2 separate regions of the Mus musculus genome follow, and region 1 is linked to region 2. The links are chromatin contacts, called in public HiChIP or PLAC-seq maps. All regions are on one chromosome and are shown on one strand. Each heading gives the region's core, a stretch centred on a gene start, on an enhancer-like site or on the middle of the called end of the contact. The rest is flanking DNA. Distances are from core to core; before and after follow the strand shown. Region 1 overlaps Psd3 (pleckstrin and Sec7 domain containing 3). Region 2 has its middle 75 kb from the start of Nat1.

Region 1 (6,783 bases), core at 3,999-6,498, 300 kb after region 2:
ATGGCGACTCTGTAGAGGGCCTGATTTCACACCTATACTAGACATTATCTTTGTTGGGGCTCTGAAGTGGTTGCTTTTCTATGACAAATCTCCACTGAGTGTCCTCCAGATTCCTTTGAAATCTCAGTGGAGGAGATGATGGAAGCTCTTTCATTTCACATACCCATAGAGTTGGTACTGTAAGGAAATTACCAAAGCTTATGACTTACATTGTCCAAGTAGAGGATGAAGCCATAGTTGTGGCTGAGAGATGCTACACAGGAATTTGTGATCCCCCCCCCCGACATGCTAAGATCCTGTGGTACCCTCTTTAGAAGTTAGTAGTCAAGACTACTGGAGCTGTGATCTTCAGACATCTGACATAGCCTTGGTGTCTCTTTACCATTGTTCCAATGACCTCTTCTATGTAGGCTAGCCTCTCCAGCAACTAGCTGCTTGGCTATCCCTGTGGTTGTGTTCCTAAATAGGACTCTTCACACTTTATAGGATCATGCTGTAACATTTCCAAATCTTTTTTTCTCTGCTTTCATTTGATGATTAAATTCTGTCTTTAATTTTGGTCCTCTTTCATCTTACTATATGTGATTAAAGGTTGCCAAGCCACTTCCTCAATATTTTGCTTACTAACTTCTTCTATTATTAGAATTTATCAATTTTGAATCAGCCTTTTCGAATGGCCTAGGCTACAGACAACTCTGCTTTGCACCTATTTACCAAGCATGGCTTTGACTCCTTGTCTAGTACTAATTATCATTTCTGAGACTTTGTGCTTCTTGACTGTCTCTGTTATGCCAAGTACTACTGAAGTACTCTCTGGGAAACACGAGGCACACCTTAGTTAGCTTCCTTTCTCAGAGCCCTTAACAGAATTATTTTTATGCTTCACTCCTGACAATTGGGCCTTCCCTGCATTTATCTCAGAACTGTCATTGGCTACCCATTGCCCAATTCCAAAGTCACACCCACATTCCAGCCATTTGTTAAAAAAAAAAGTTTTACTTCTCTGTACTTGCTGTCTATCAATCTATGTGGTTATAGAGAGTGGCTGAGGAGGGAAGTTTATGATGAACAAGGAATTATGAGTCTTCATGTAGTACTATACTAGAGTGCAGGGCAGAAGGCAAGGGCAGCCAGGAGTGAGTGAGCAACATTGAGCTGAATTCACTTATTAGGACCTATCACCCAACAGAATTGGTTAAATTTATGACACACTAATTTCATGTGGCACTCAAACTATATTGGGATGGTGAATTCTGAAGCCAGTATTCAACAACTCAACTAGAGTTTCAGTCCTAAATGACTGGCTGCAGTCTCAGTAACTGGGTTTGAGGCTTGGACACCTTTAAGCATTAAGACAGACGTGGAGCCATCGGATGCAACGTGATGGAGCCCGCAGGAAGGAAAGAGCTTCTTTTGCTTAAGTGAATTGACACTGCAATCAAAGCACGTGTACTGTCACGCACCGTCCACGCACCCTGTGTGGCACTCAGTTTTACAGGTGGCTCTACAGTCACCTTTGTGAGGCTGAGAGCAAGCCCACCTTCCTCAGTGTGACTGTTTCCCAGTGCAGCAATGATTTGGGGGGTTATACTGATATCCCTTCTCCTCCCTCTCTCTCCTCAGGTCTAGCTCAATGTAAGGATCAGTTACCTATTGTAACTATCTTAAGTACTGCATGAGACACATCTTGAAATAAGCAACGTCTTCATCTTCTAATTGCTGTTGTTTTTAAGGAAGCAAAGCCAAACACTGAGGCTGAGGACAAGGCCATCAAACGACTTTGAAGATGCTGCTGCTTCAAGCACATAGCTGTCTCCCAGCATAGCTCAGCCCTCTGTGCTCCACTGATGGGAGCTTTGTGTTTATTCTGTCTGCAAACCATCTGTCTTCCTTCTAAATCTTCATATATTTTCTAAAGTACCTTGGAAGCTTGGAAATCAGTGAAAACACTTTAGAATTGAATAAAACAGAAATAAACTAATGTGTAAAGACATGTGGCTACGGATGATACTTACTTCCCCAAACTGGGAGAGAACTTAAGTTTCCTTTATATGTGTGTGTGTGTGTGTGTGTGTGTGTGTGTGTGTGTGCGTGCGTGCCTGTGTACTTATTATGTTATTAACTATTTCCGAAAATATGCCTTCCAAAAGCAAACTTTCCAACAAAATTCTTCTAAGAAAAAAGGCCGGGCTGGAGAGATGGCTCAGTGGGTTAAGAGCACTGGCTGCTCTTTCAGAGGTCCTGAGTTCAATTTCCAGCAAGAACATGGTGGCTCACAACCATCAGTAATGGGGATCCAATGCCTTCCCTTTTCTGGCATCCAGGTATGAATGCAGATAGAGTACTCATACATAATATCAATAAATAAAATATTTTTTAAAAAAGAAAGAAGAGGGAAGAAGTCCCTAGCTCTACATACTAATTGAGTCAAGAACGAAACTGTCCATTCTCCACCAAATGTTAGTCAGAGAAAGAGTACAGGGTTAGTTAATTATAGCCTGTTCTCAGTAAAATTTGCTGTTTTAGGTAAAAAACAAACAAACAAACAAACAAAAACAACAACAAAAACCCCTTTCCTACAAGGCTAAGATGTAAATCTCTCTGTATTGTGTAGATTTCTTTAAGTCCTAAACCTACACATTTACTGGAATTTCTAATTAGTTACTGTGGGGAGGGCTTGCAGGAATTCTTAGCCATACAGAGAGCTATGAACTTGGCTTGCTATGAAGAATTGCTTGTCCTTAAAGCAACCTGGGACATAACTGGAATGCAGAAACATAGGACCGGCCCTGGTGTTGTCAGCAGCAAGTTCATATTCTGCCAAAACAAAAGTGTTCTTTCCGAGGCGTGTGAAAATGACAAGAGCTGCTCTGAAACCAAAGGAAGCTTTCAGATGATGACCTGCCCTGGAGCAGGTGAGATTAGTACTCTGGAGCTGAGAGAGGCGACCACATGGTTCATCCCCAGTGAGAACACGGCCTGGATTAGCACCTTCCTCTTGTCACTGACCATTCAGGGCTTCTGTGGACTTGCAGGCCTTCTCTTCTCACTTGTTAATGGGATTTTCTGTCACACATGGACCTGTCCATCTATCAAGGATTGGTACTAAGCTTTCTGAGTGCACGGACTTCTTGGATGCTATCATTGCATCCAATGCTATGATAAAGTCTCTCTGAGTCCTTCAGCTGTGTATCAAGAATCTGGAAAATATTCTAGGATCTGGGTAGATCTGTTAGAAAAATATACAAACTGGCCAATAGTTGCCTACATTCTATTCAGGAAAGTAGTGAGTGATTAAAGGGGCGTCGCTAATAAGGAAAAAGATACTGTACAACAGCCTCTCCAAGCACCCCGCAGGAGACCAATTCTGTGGCTAAACTCGCAGCACAGTAGATTCTACATGATCCATTACTTCAATTTTCATCTGAGTTAGTGAAAAACAATGAATCACATTTCCAAGAGTATTTATTCATGTCACACACAACATTTTTGATGAAATTCAAACAGTAAGTGCCCTTTAGACCTTCCTTTCTGACACAGGTTAATGCAGCTTGACAGACAATTCAACATACTTGACACCTTATCCTGAGTTTGACTTTAATGAGTGAAGTCCTGGAATACAATCTTCAAATTCCTTGAGGAGGTAACGACAGCAAGCAAGACCTGATTTCCCCAAAGATACTCTACTTTCAAGGTTCAGGATATGGAATTGCCGTTTCTCCCTGGACTCCATTTTCAAGAAAAGGGCTCCACAGAAGATCCACACACTGGTCTCTGCCTAGCAGTGGATACTTTCCTGTGGTTTTCAAAGGGCCCTACCTCCTGGGGTAGGTTCTCCCCTTAAAGGGTCAAGGGCTCAAAGCAAGGTGATGAGTCCTAGAAGCCAGGGAGTGAGGTGTTGGGAAATTTAATTAGAAAGTGTGAAACAAAAACCAAGCCCATGGCTTCCCGTTACTACAGAAGTGTGAAGAATAATGATTGCTTTTTGAGAACTAAGGATTCCCAGGAGTGAACAAGCCTTGTCAAAGAAGAGCTGCTATTCACTTTTTCCTTTTATTAATTTTCCAAGTCTTTTGCTGGTAAGGCTTTGGTAGCTTTAGATAACAAACTTTCAGACTTTACTAGAAGATTTTCCTTGTATGTCATCTGACTGGAGCAAGGACTCCTTTGCCACAGAGGAGAGTAGTGTGTGGCTATGGCTCTGCCTTCTGTCTTAGATGCAATGCTACAGTGAAGACTCAGATAGCAACTTCTAGGACATTCTGTGAAAATCAACAAGCAAGTGCAGGACCTTGGACTTACTGCATTGGGGACCATGGGATCCACTAAAGACCCAAGGACAGACTAATATAACTTCAAAATACAGCCAACTCACAGTGAGTTCCACAGTAGATTGATTTTGGATGGGGTGTCTAGACAGGCTTTTTATAGGAAAGATCTGGGCCTTACCCAGATGGTCTCACAAAATAACAACCATAGGAAGGATACTAGGGGCAGGAGTAGCTGAACAAAGTAATGCAGATGCAGGGAGAAATGTTAGTTACCACTGCATGTGGAAAGACATGTGGTCAAGATAGGACAGAAAGGCAAACCCTCTCAGATTCATGTCTGGAACTTGATTGTAAGAGCCCGGACAGCTATGGGACAGGAGGCAACTTCTAGTCTCCTGTGAGAGGTATGGAAGCCAGGCTGGCACAGAGGAGGCACCCAGGCAATGGCTGTGGCAAAGAGGGCTCAGGGTGGAGCCCTGCAGACAAGGTTAAGACGTGAGTGCTCAGATGCTCCCAGGTTCAGTCCTGAGGAAGAAATGCCATATAATCGGGGAATGAGGGAAAATGAAGGATATGGAAGAGTCTGGAGGTGCAATGAGTGACAGCATGAGCTATGAAAGAAGAGTGTGTGAAAGACAAATGGAACATATAGTTTTTCCTCTTTTCATCTTGTAGAAAAAGATGCTTTGAGGATCTGAGTGTGACTGTCAAGAGCGAAGGCTGGAGAATGCTGGCACTGACTTGCGAGCAACCTTAGATGAAGGGCGCCCCAGGGATAAGGCTTTCAGCTTGGGTTTGAATATCTGCCTCTCTCCTCACCACACTGGCATTCATGTCATTCAAGATGAATGAGCCAAGTCTTCGTTCCGCTGTCCCCTCCTGCAATGCATGGCGGTGGGCGATAGAGAGGAGTGCACTGATGTCACCGAGCAGCAAGCGTGTGCAGAAGAGCAGGTGCTTCCTCTCGCTTGGCAGCTCATTTCCTCCACTGTGTTGATTTTGACCTAAACTCTGTTGGAGGAAACACAGGGTCACAGCAAGCAGCTGTCCTCCCTGGCATGTTTCCCCTACTGTTGTTCTTTTTGTTACCCTTGTCACAGGTGCACCCTATTCCAACTTGGAGGCTGTTTGTTTGACATGAATGAACTGGCCATCACATTGATATTTATTTGGTGCCTAAATAAATTCACAAACGTGAGGCTAGAAGGGCTCCTGTCATATTAGGATGTCCTAAATTGGAGCCAGGACAAGTCAAGCTCACTACCATGAGTGCTATGAGGTGTGGACTTCACAGATCATAAAACACCACTTGGTAACATCTAGGTTAGCCATACCTCGAACTCCAGATAGTGGTCTTTCAGCTTGTACTCATCAACATCCTTGGCTTTGACCTTCTTGTCTGGGGGATATGAGCGATGCTCAGCCAGCTCAGTGGTGATCTGCTTCAGCTTGCTTTCATGGGACTTCAGCTGCTCCTCCTACAGGAAATTATGAAGTCATTCAGTGTGCAGAAAATAATCAAAGAAAAGCACAGGAAGCCTATAAAATCCTTTCTGCTTAATGACTTCAATTTATCAACATTTATCATTGGTCCTAAGTCCTTCCAACCTTTTAAGGCCAGTGTTAGAATATTCTTTTTTAGGATGGCAACAGGGTCTAACATTACTAGCCCATCTCTTGTCACAAAGCCACATGATTTCTGAGCTCTTTATCATTTGAACTTGTCACCAAATGGGTACCAGACCTCTCAGGAGAAACCCTGACAAACAAGTTAGTTACAAGCTGAACAATTAAGTGCTTTTCCTGAGAGCCACGTGGCCTGGTGTCTCCCTTCATGCACACTCAGCAATGCTGTTAGCTTCCCCCTGCCTAGCATAATGAACACTTATTTGCATAATGTTTCTCTTTTGGGGAGAAATTGTGCTATGAAGAAATGCTCTTATGAAACCTATGTGCAGATAAAATTCTTCCCTAGAGTGGCAGAGGTTCTCACTTGCTTCAACTTCATTGACTCAAAGCAGCCATTCAGTTAAACACAGAGTAATTACAGCCTGAACACCATTAGTCCACACACCAGGAACTAACAGAAAATGATCAATCCTGTGGAGAAAGATTTCCATTCCTGGACACGAGTTGTATCAACCTAGTAATATACTACTTAAAAAGATATGCCTCTCAACTCTCTCATAACATAGTGAAAACTTGATTCTTCTCTTTTCTTCTCTCCTTTTCTCCTCCCTTCTTCCCTCTTCCCCTTCCTCCCTCCCTCCTTCCTGTCTGTCTTTCTTATTGAGACAAGATCTCACTGAGTAGAATAGACTGGCTTTGAAACTCACTCATTGCCCTCCTGCCTCCACCTCATGATTGGGATAAGACATATCCAGCAGCTTTAACCATGCTTGAAACAAAAGCTATTTTAATTCTTTGGCATCCGTACAGTTGTGTAGCTGCTTAGCATTCTGTTTTTCCATGAAAATTTGTTCACAATCTTGAGCAATTTTACATGTGCAGT
Region 2 (6,609 bases), core at 2,802-5,301:
TTTGAGTTTTACTAAAGTGTCTTTAATGAATGTGGCTGCCCTTGCATTTGGTGCGTAGATATTCCGAATTGAGAGTTCCTCTTGGAGGATTTTACCTTTGATGAGTATGAAGTGTCCCTCCTTGTCTTTTTTAATAACTTTGAGTTGGAAGTTGATTTTATCCGATATTAGAATGGCTACTCCAGCTTATTTCTTCAGACCATTTGCTTGGAAAATTGTTTTCCAGCCTTTCAATCTGAGGTAGTGTCTGTCTTTTTCCCTGAGATGGGTTTCCTGTAAGCAGCAGAATGTTGGGTCCTGTTTGTGTAGCCAGTCTGTTAGTATGTCTTTTTATTGGGGAATTAAGTCCATTGATATTAAGAGATATTAAGGAAAAGTAATTGTTGCTTCCTTTTATTTTTGTTGTTAGAGTTGGCATTCTGTTCTTGTGGCTGTCTTCTTTTTGGTTTGTTGAGGGATTACTTTCTTGCTTGTTCTAGGGCATGATTTCCGTCCTTGTATTGCTTCTTTTCTGTTATTATCCTTTGAAGGGCTGGATTCGTGGAAAGATATTGTGTGAATTTGGTTTTGTCGTGGAATACTTTGGTTTCTCCATCTATGGTAATTGAGAGTTTGGCCGGGTATAGTAGCCTGGGCTGGCATTTGTGTTCTCTTAGTGTCTGTATAACATCTGTCCAGGCTCTTCTGGCTTTCATAGTCTCTGGTGAAAAGTCTGGTGTAATTCTGATAGGCCTTCCTTTATATGTTACTTGACCTTTCTCCCTTACTGCTTTTAATATTCTATCGTTATTTAGTGTATTTGCTGTTCTGATTATTATGTGTCGGGAGGAATTTCTTTTCTGGTCCAGTCTATTTGGAGTTCTGTAGGCTTCTTTTATGATCATGGGCATCTCTTTCTTTATGTTTGGGAAGTTTTCTTCTATTATTTTGTTGAAGATATTAGCTGGCCCTTTAAGTTGAAAATCTTCATTCTCATCAATTCCTATTATCCGTAGGTTTGGTCTTTTCATTGTGTCATGGATTTCCTGGATGTTTTGAGTTAGGATCTTTTTGCATTTTGTGTTTTCTTTGACTGTTGTGTCGATGTTCTCTATGGAATCTTCTGCACCTGAGATTCTCTCTTTCATTTCTTGTATTCTGTTGCTGATGCTCGCATCTATGGTTCCAGATCTCTTTCCTAGGGTTTCTATCTCCAGCGTTGCCTAGCTTTGGGTTTTCTTTACTGTGTCTACTTCCCCCTTTAGTTCTAGTATGGTTTTGTTCATTTCCATTACCTGTTTGTATGTGTTTTCCTGTTTTTCTTTAAGGACTTCTACCTGTTTGGCTGTGTTTTCCTGCTTTTATTTAAGGGCCTGTAACTCTTTAGCAGTGCTCTCCTGTAATTCTTTAAGTGACTTATGAAAGTCCTTCTTGATGTCCTCTATCATCATCATGAGAAATGTTTTTAAATCTGGGTCTAGATTTTCGGTTGTATTAGGGTGCCCAGGACTAGGTGGGGTGGGGGTGCTGCGTTCTGATGATGGTGAGTGGTCTTGATTTCTGTTAGTAAGATTCTTACGTTTGCCTTTCGCCATCTGGTAATCTCTGAAGCTAGCTGTTATAGTTGTCTCTGTTAAGAGGTTGTTCTTCAGGTGACTCTGTTAGCCTCTATAAGCAGACCTGGGAGGGTAGCACTCTCCTTAGTTTCAGTGCGCAGAGTATTCTCTGCAGGAAAGCTCTCTTCTTGCAGGGAAGGTACCCAGATATCTGGTGTTCGAACCGGACTCCTGGCAGAAGTTGTGTTCCACTCACTAGAGGTCTTAGGATCCCTTGTGGAATCCTGTGTGGGCCCTTGCGGGTGTCAGGCGACTCCGCTGGCAAGGTAGCCCGGGGCTCAAGTGGAGCGGAAGGGGCTTGTGCTCCAGGTCAGGCCCGGGTAGTCTGCTTCCCTATGTACCGCAGTCTCAGGATCCACGCGATTGGATTGGGGCCGGTGCTGTGTTCCACTCACCAGAGGTCTTAGGATCCCGTTGGGAATCCTGTGTGGGCCCTTGCGGGTGTCGGGCGACTCCGCTGGCAAGGTAGCCCGGGGCTCGAGTGGAGCGGAAGGGGCTTGTGCCCCAGGTCAGGCCCGGGTAGTCTGCTTCCCTAAGTGCCGCAGTCTCAGGTTCTGCGCGATTCTGGTTATTTTATTTATTTACATTTCAACTGTTATCCCCCCTTCCCAGTTTACTCCCTATCCCCTCCCCCACTTGCCCTGCTTCTATGAGGGTGCTCCCCCACCCACTTCTGCATCACTGCCCAAGCATTTCCCTACCCTGGGTCATCGAGCCTCCAGGGGATCAAGGGCCTCCCCTCTTAGTGATGCCAGATAAGGCAATCCTCTGCTACATGTGCAGCTAGAGCCATAGGTCCCTCCATTTGTACTCTTTGGTTGGTGGTTTAGTTCCTGGGAGCTCTGAGGGTTGCATTGGTTGATTGTTGTTCTTCCTATAGGGTCGTGTAGCTGTCCAGCAGCCATGGATGAACTTGGTCTACCTAAAAGGGAGGCTGGAAGTGAAAAAGAACAGGGTCAAGAGAAGGATGAAGCCAAGACAGAGGTTCTGATCAAGGCTCAAAGTTTAATTTTCAGCTCTGCATTTACATAGGGAAAGCCCACAGACCCATCCTTTGTTTCAGCTGAATTGAGCTGCAAAGCTAGCTCAGCAGGTGGTAAACTCCTCAAAGCTCAAGTGGGAAACCTTGGCAAGACCAGGCAACTCCAGCTAGGTTTTAAAACCATCAGGGGTTTGTTGAGCAAACCCCTTCAGCTCCTTCATTCCTTCCCCTAACTCCTCCATTGGGCTCTCCTTGCTCAGTCCAATGGTTGGCTGTGAGCATATGCATCTCTATTGGTCAGGCTCGAGCATGTCAGGGGACAGCCATACATGGCTCCTGTCAGCAAGCACTTCTTGGCATTAACAATAGTGTCTAGGTTTAATGTCTGCAGATGGGATGGATGGCTAGGTAAGGCCATCTCTGGATGGCCTTTCCTTCAGTCTCTGTTCCACTCTATCCCTGCATTACTTTTAGAAAGGAGCAATTCTGGGTTAATATTTTTGAGATGGGTGTGTGGACCCATCCTTCAACCAGGGGCCATGCCTAACCACTGGATATTGTCTCTACAGGTTCTATCTTCCCTTCGTTGGGTATTTCAACTTATGTCATCCCTGTTGGGTCCTAGGAATCTCTTGCTTACCTGGTACTGGCACTATCTAGTGGCTGCTCCCACTTCCCCATTCCCCCACTGTTACATACCTTCCTTCAATTCCTGAACCTCTGTACTTGTCTCCCATACCTGATTCTGCCCTCCATTTTTCCTCCTCTTCCTCTCTCCCTCCCAGGAGGGCCTTTCCTCTACCTCCAGTGATTTTTTTTGTTCCCTCTTCTAAGTAGGACCGAAGAATCCACACTTAGTTCTTCCTTCTTTTTGAGCTTCACATGGTCTATGAAATTGCATCATGGGTATTCTGAGCTTTTCAGCTATTATCCACTTATCAGTAAGTACATACCATGTGTTGTTATGCCCTGAGTCCATGGGAAACCCAGACAAGAGCAAGAATTTTGAAGTCCCGCTGCAACTTGCAGAAGAGTCCTTTGTTTTAAGTTTGAACTCAGATCACATGCCTCGCACTCACAGGGTAGATACTGGCAAGCAATCTTGAGTCTGGAAAACACTCTGTTTTATATACAGTATAGTTAGGAATTCCCTGAATGTTCACAGAAAAGGGGAATGGAGGTCTTTAATCATTTGGTGGGACAGAACTGAAGCTGGGGGGTGGGCAGTTAATTGGTGTCTGTTTATCAGGGACTAATTTTATGAATGGTTGTAACTGTCTGTGACTTCTGATTACCTTTTCCCCATAATCTAAACATGGGGCTCTAATCTCCTTAGAGTTTGTTATTTCTTTAAGGTCTCAAGGACAGGCACCTGGAGAGTTCAGTTTGTCAGGAAAAGTGCTAGTCCTTGGAGACACAGAGGCAGGGAGGATGTCCTGTGCTGGTGTTTGACTCCCCAGGATGTCTGCTAGGCTGGGTTCCCTCGAGAGCAGCCAGGGAGTGGGAGGGAGCACAGGCCTTGCTGCAGGTGGACATAGCACAGAAACCAGCTGTCTGCATGTCAAGCTTGCTGAGGGCTGGAGGGAGGATGGGAGCTTCTGTGGGGGAAAACACAGAGGCAAACTATACATAACACTGAAGTCTCTTTGGTGAGACATTTAAAAAACGGGATAATTATCAGTAATTCGGGGGTTACAATAGTGTGTTCTTTTGTGACTGGGTTATCTTACTCAGGATATTTTCTAGTTCCATCCATTTGCCTTCGAATTCATGAAGTCATTGATTTTAATAGCTGAGTAGTACTCCATTGAGTAAATGTACCACATTTTCTGTATCCATTCTTCTGTTGAGGGGCATCTGGGTTCTTTCCAACTTTTGGCTATTATAAATAAGGCTGCTACAAACATAGTGGAATGAAACCACATTTACTATGATACCTAAACCACACAAAGATCCAACAAAGAAAGAGAACTTCAGACCAATTTCCATCATGAATATCAATACAAAAATACTGAATTCAGTCTTGCAAATCAAATCCAAAAATACATCAAAACAATCATTCACCATGATCAAGTAGGCTTCATCCCAAGGATACAGGGATGATTCAATGTATGGAAATGCATCAATGTAATCCACTATATAAACTAACTCAAAGGGAAAAAAAAAAGATCATCTCATTTATGCTGAAAAAGCCTTTGCTAAAATTCAACACCCCTTCATGTTAAAAAAAAATCTTGGAAAGATCAGGAACTCAAAACCCATACCTAAACATAATAAAAGCTACATACAGCAAACCAATAGCCAACATCAAACTAAATGGGGAGAAACTTGAAGCAATCCCACTAAAATCAGGAACAAGACAAGGATGTCCACTCTCTTCATATCTATTCTATACAGTACTCAACGTGCTAGCCAGAGCAATATGACAAAAAAGGAGGTCAAGGGGTTACAAATCGGAAAGGAAGAAGTCAAAATATCTCTGTTTGTGGATGATATGATAGTATACTTGAGTGACCCCAAAAATTCTACCAGAGAAGTCTTACAGCTGATAAACAAGTTCCACGAAGTGGCTGGATACAACATTAACTGAAACAAATCAGTAGCCTCCCTCTAGTCAAAGGATAAACAGGCTGAGAAAGAAATTAGGGAAGTGACTTCCTTTATAATAGTCACAAATAGTATAAAATATCTTGGTGTGACTCTAACCAAGCAAAGGAAATATCTATATGACAAAATTCTTAACCCTCAGACAATGGAGAGACTCGGGTCAGATTCTAGAAACAAAAGCTTTCCTCTTGCCTCCTGGGTACCCTAAACTTTCTGTGCTTTTCTACCGTCCTTCCAGCCATTTCCCCAAGGAATCTGTTAGAACTCAGGAGCTGGGTCAGCCACTGTGATCCTTCCCAACGAGCCAGCCTTGCTGGATGGGAGAAGCCAGAGAGCGTTTCAGTAAAGTCAGCTGTGGATTCCAGATGGTGAGATAGCCATCTGGGGCAAAAGAACTCATGTTCTTCCGCAGACAGCCCTGCTAGTCTTTCCTAACGTTTTTGAGTAGAGACAAATTCAGCAAGGTATCCATCCTAATTCTAGATGAACCAGTGTTTGATTTTTTTTTTTAAGGTTTAAATGCTTTTGAAGAATGGTCAGTACTGGAAGATAACAAATTTCAAAATGCCCCAAATGACTAACTTTTAGTAGCTGAAGTATGCCTTTCCTTACATTTAGATAGACTGCCTAAAATTCTGAGAGAAAGTTATGCCTAAGAAGAAAACCTCATGTCACCTCACGTTGCTGTGCCTGTTTTGAGAACCCAAAGACCACGAAGGATCTGATTCCAATGCAATCACACTAGGTTCTTTTTTCAAGCTCAAGCTGGGGCTACACCTTCCTCACTGGCATAGCAGGACAGGATGGTGAAGCACTGAGTCCAATTTCAAGCAAGCATGTATAGAGCAGGCAAACAAGCAAGGGGGTATCCAGCTTGGCACACATCTGATTGGGGGATTACTATGAAATTTGTTGCCCTTTAAATTATTGGCTGGTGCTGGGAGCCAAACCATAAACTTTCATAAGTAAATATCTGCTGTGAAACTGTCACGAACTGATATTGATGACAGAGACAAGAAGGAAGCCTCAAACTCGGAGGTTAGGTTATAATAGCTTATTTATTCATAAGCAGCAATAAACAAGCAAATGGTGAAATGGGATCCCACTCATTCACACACACACACACACACACACACACACACTTCACTAACTTCCAGTCTGGTAGATGGCATAGGCTGGCTCGATGGCAGCAGGCAGCAAGTAAGACTCGTGATGTCTCTTTCTGCTTTTCAGGTCCCAGTAGAGCTGGGTCCATGAGATGCAGGCTTGTCTCCATCAGCGGGGGTCTGGTTCATCTCTCAGCATGATGGCACTGGACTCCAGGAATAAGTAAGTTGCAGTGGCCAGACTGGATTTTTAAGCTGATTTCAGCCTATCATAAATTAAGGCATTCACACATTACTTCATTGAGTTGCCCTTACTGTA

What was found. HiChIP or PLAC-seq counts read pairs in DNA pulled down with a chosen protein or histone mark.
Region 1: an H3K27ac HiChIP or PLAC-seq map of large pre-B cells shows a contact between it and region 2, with 2.7 times the contacts expected there. The contact joins two enhancer-like sites. A contact is called at or near these places in 1 of 484 Hi-C or Micro-C datasets (ventricular fibroblasts) and 1 of 115 datasets of contacts at active chromatin or transcription factors (large pre-B cells).

Annotation. Positions count from the first base shown.
Region 1 is chr8:67,708,078-67,714,860 of GRCm38.p6, forward strand. Psd3 (pleckstrin and Sec7 domain containing 3) reads right to left here. Exons shown (of 16, transcript NM_177698.4): 15 at 5,606-5,749. Among named protein-coding and RNA genes, the nearest start is that of Gm32888, 150 kb to the right of the region's middle. Within about 2 kb of position 5,249, at least 54 of the 459 cell types and tissues checked have an H3K27ac peak or open chromatin away from gene starts, as enhancers often do.
Region 2 is chr8:67,412,345-67,418,953 of GRCm38.p6, forward strand. No RefSeq gene overlaps it. Among named protein-coding and RNA genes, the nearest start is that of Nat1, 75 kb to the right of the region's middle. Within about 2 kb of position 4,052, at least 3 of the 459 cell types and tissues checked have an H3K27ac peak or open chromatin away from gene starts, as enhancers often do.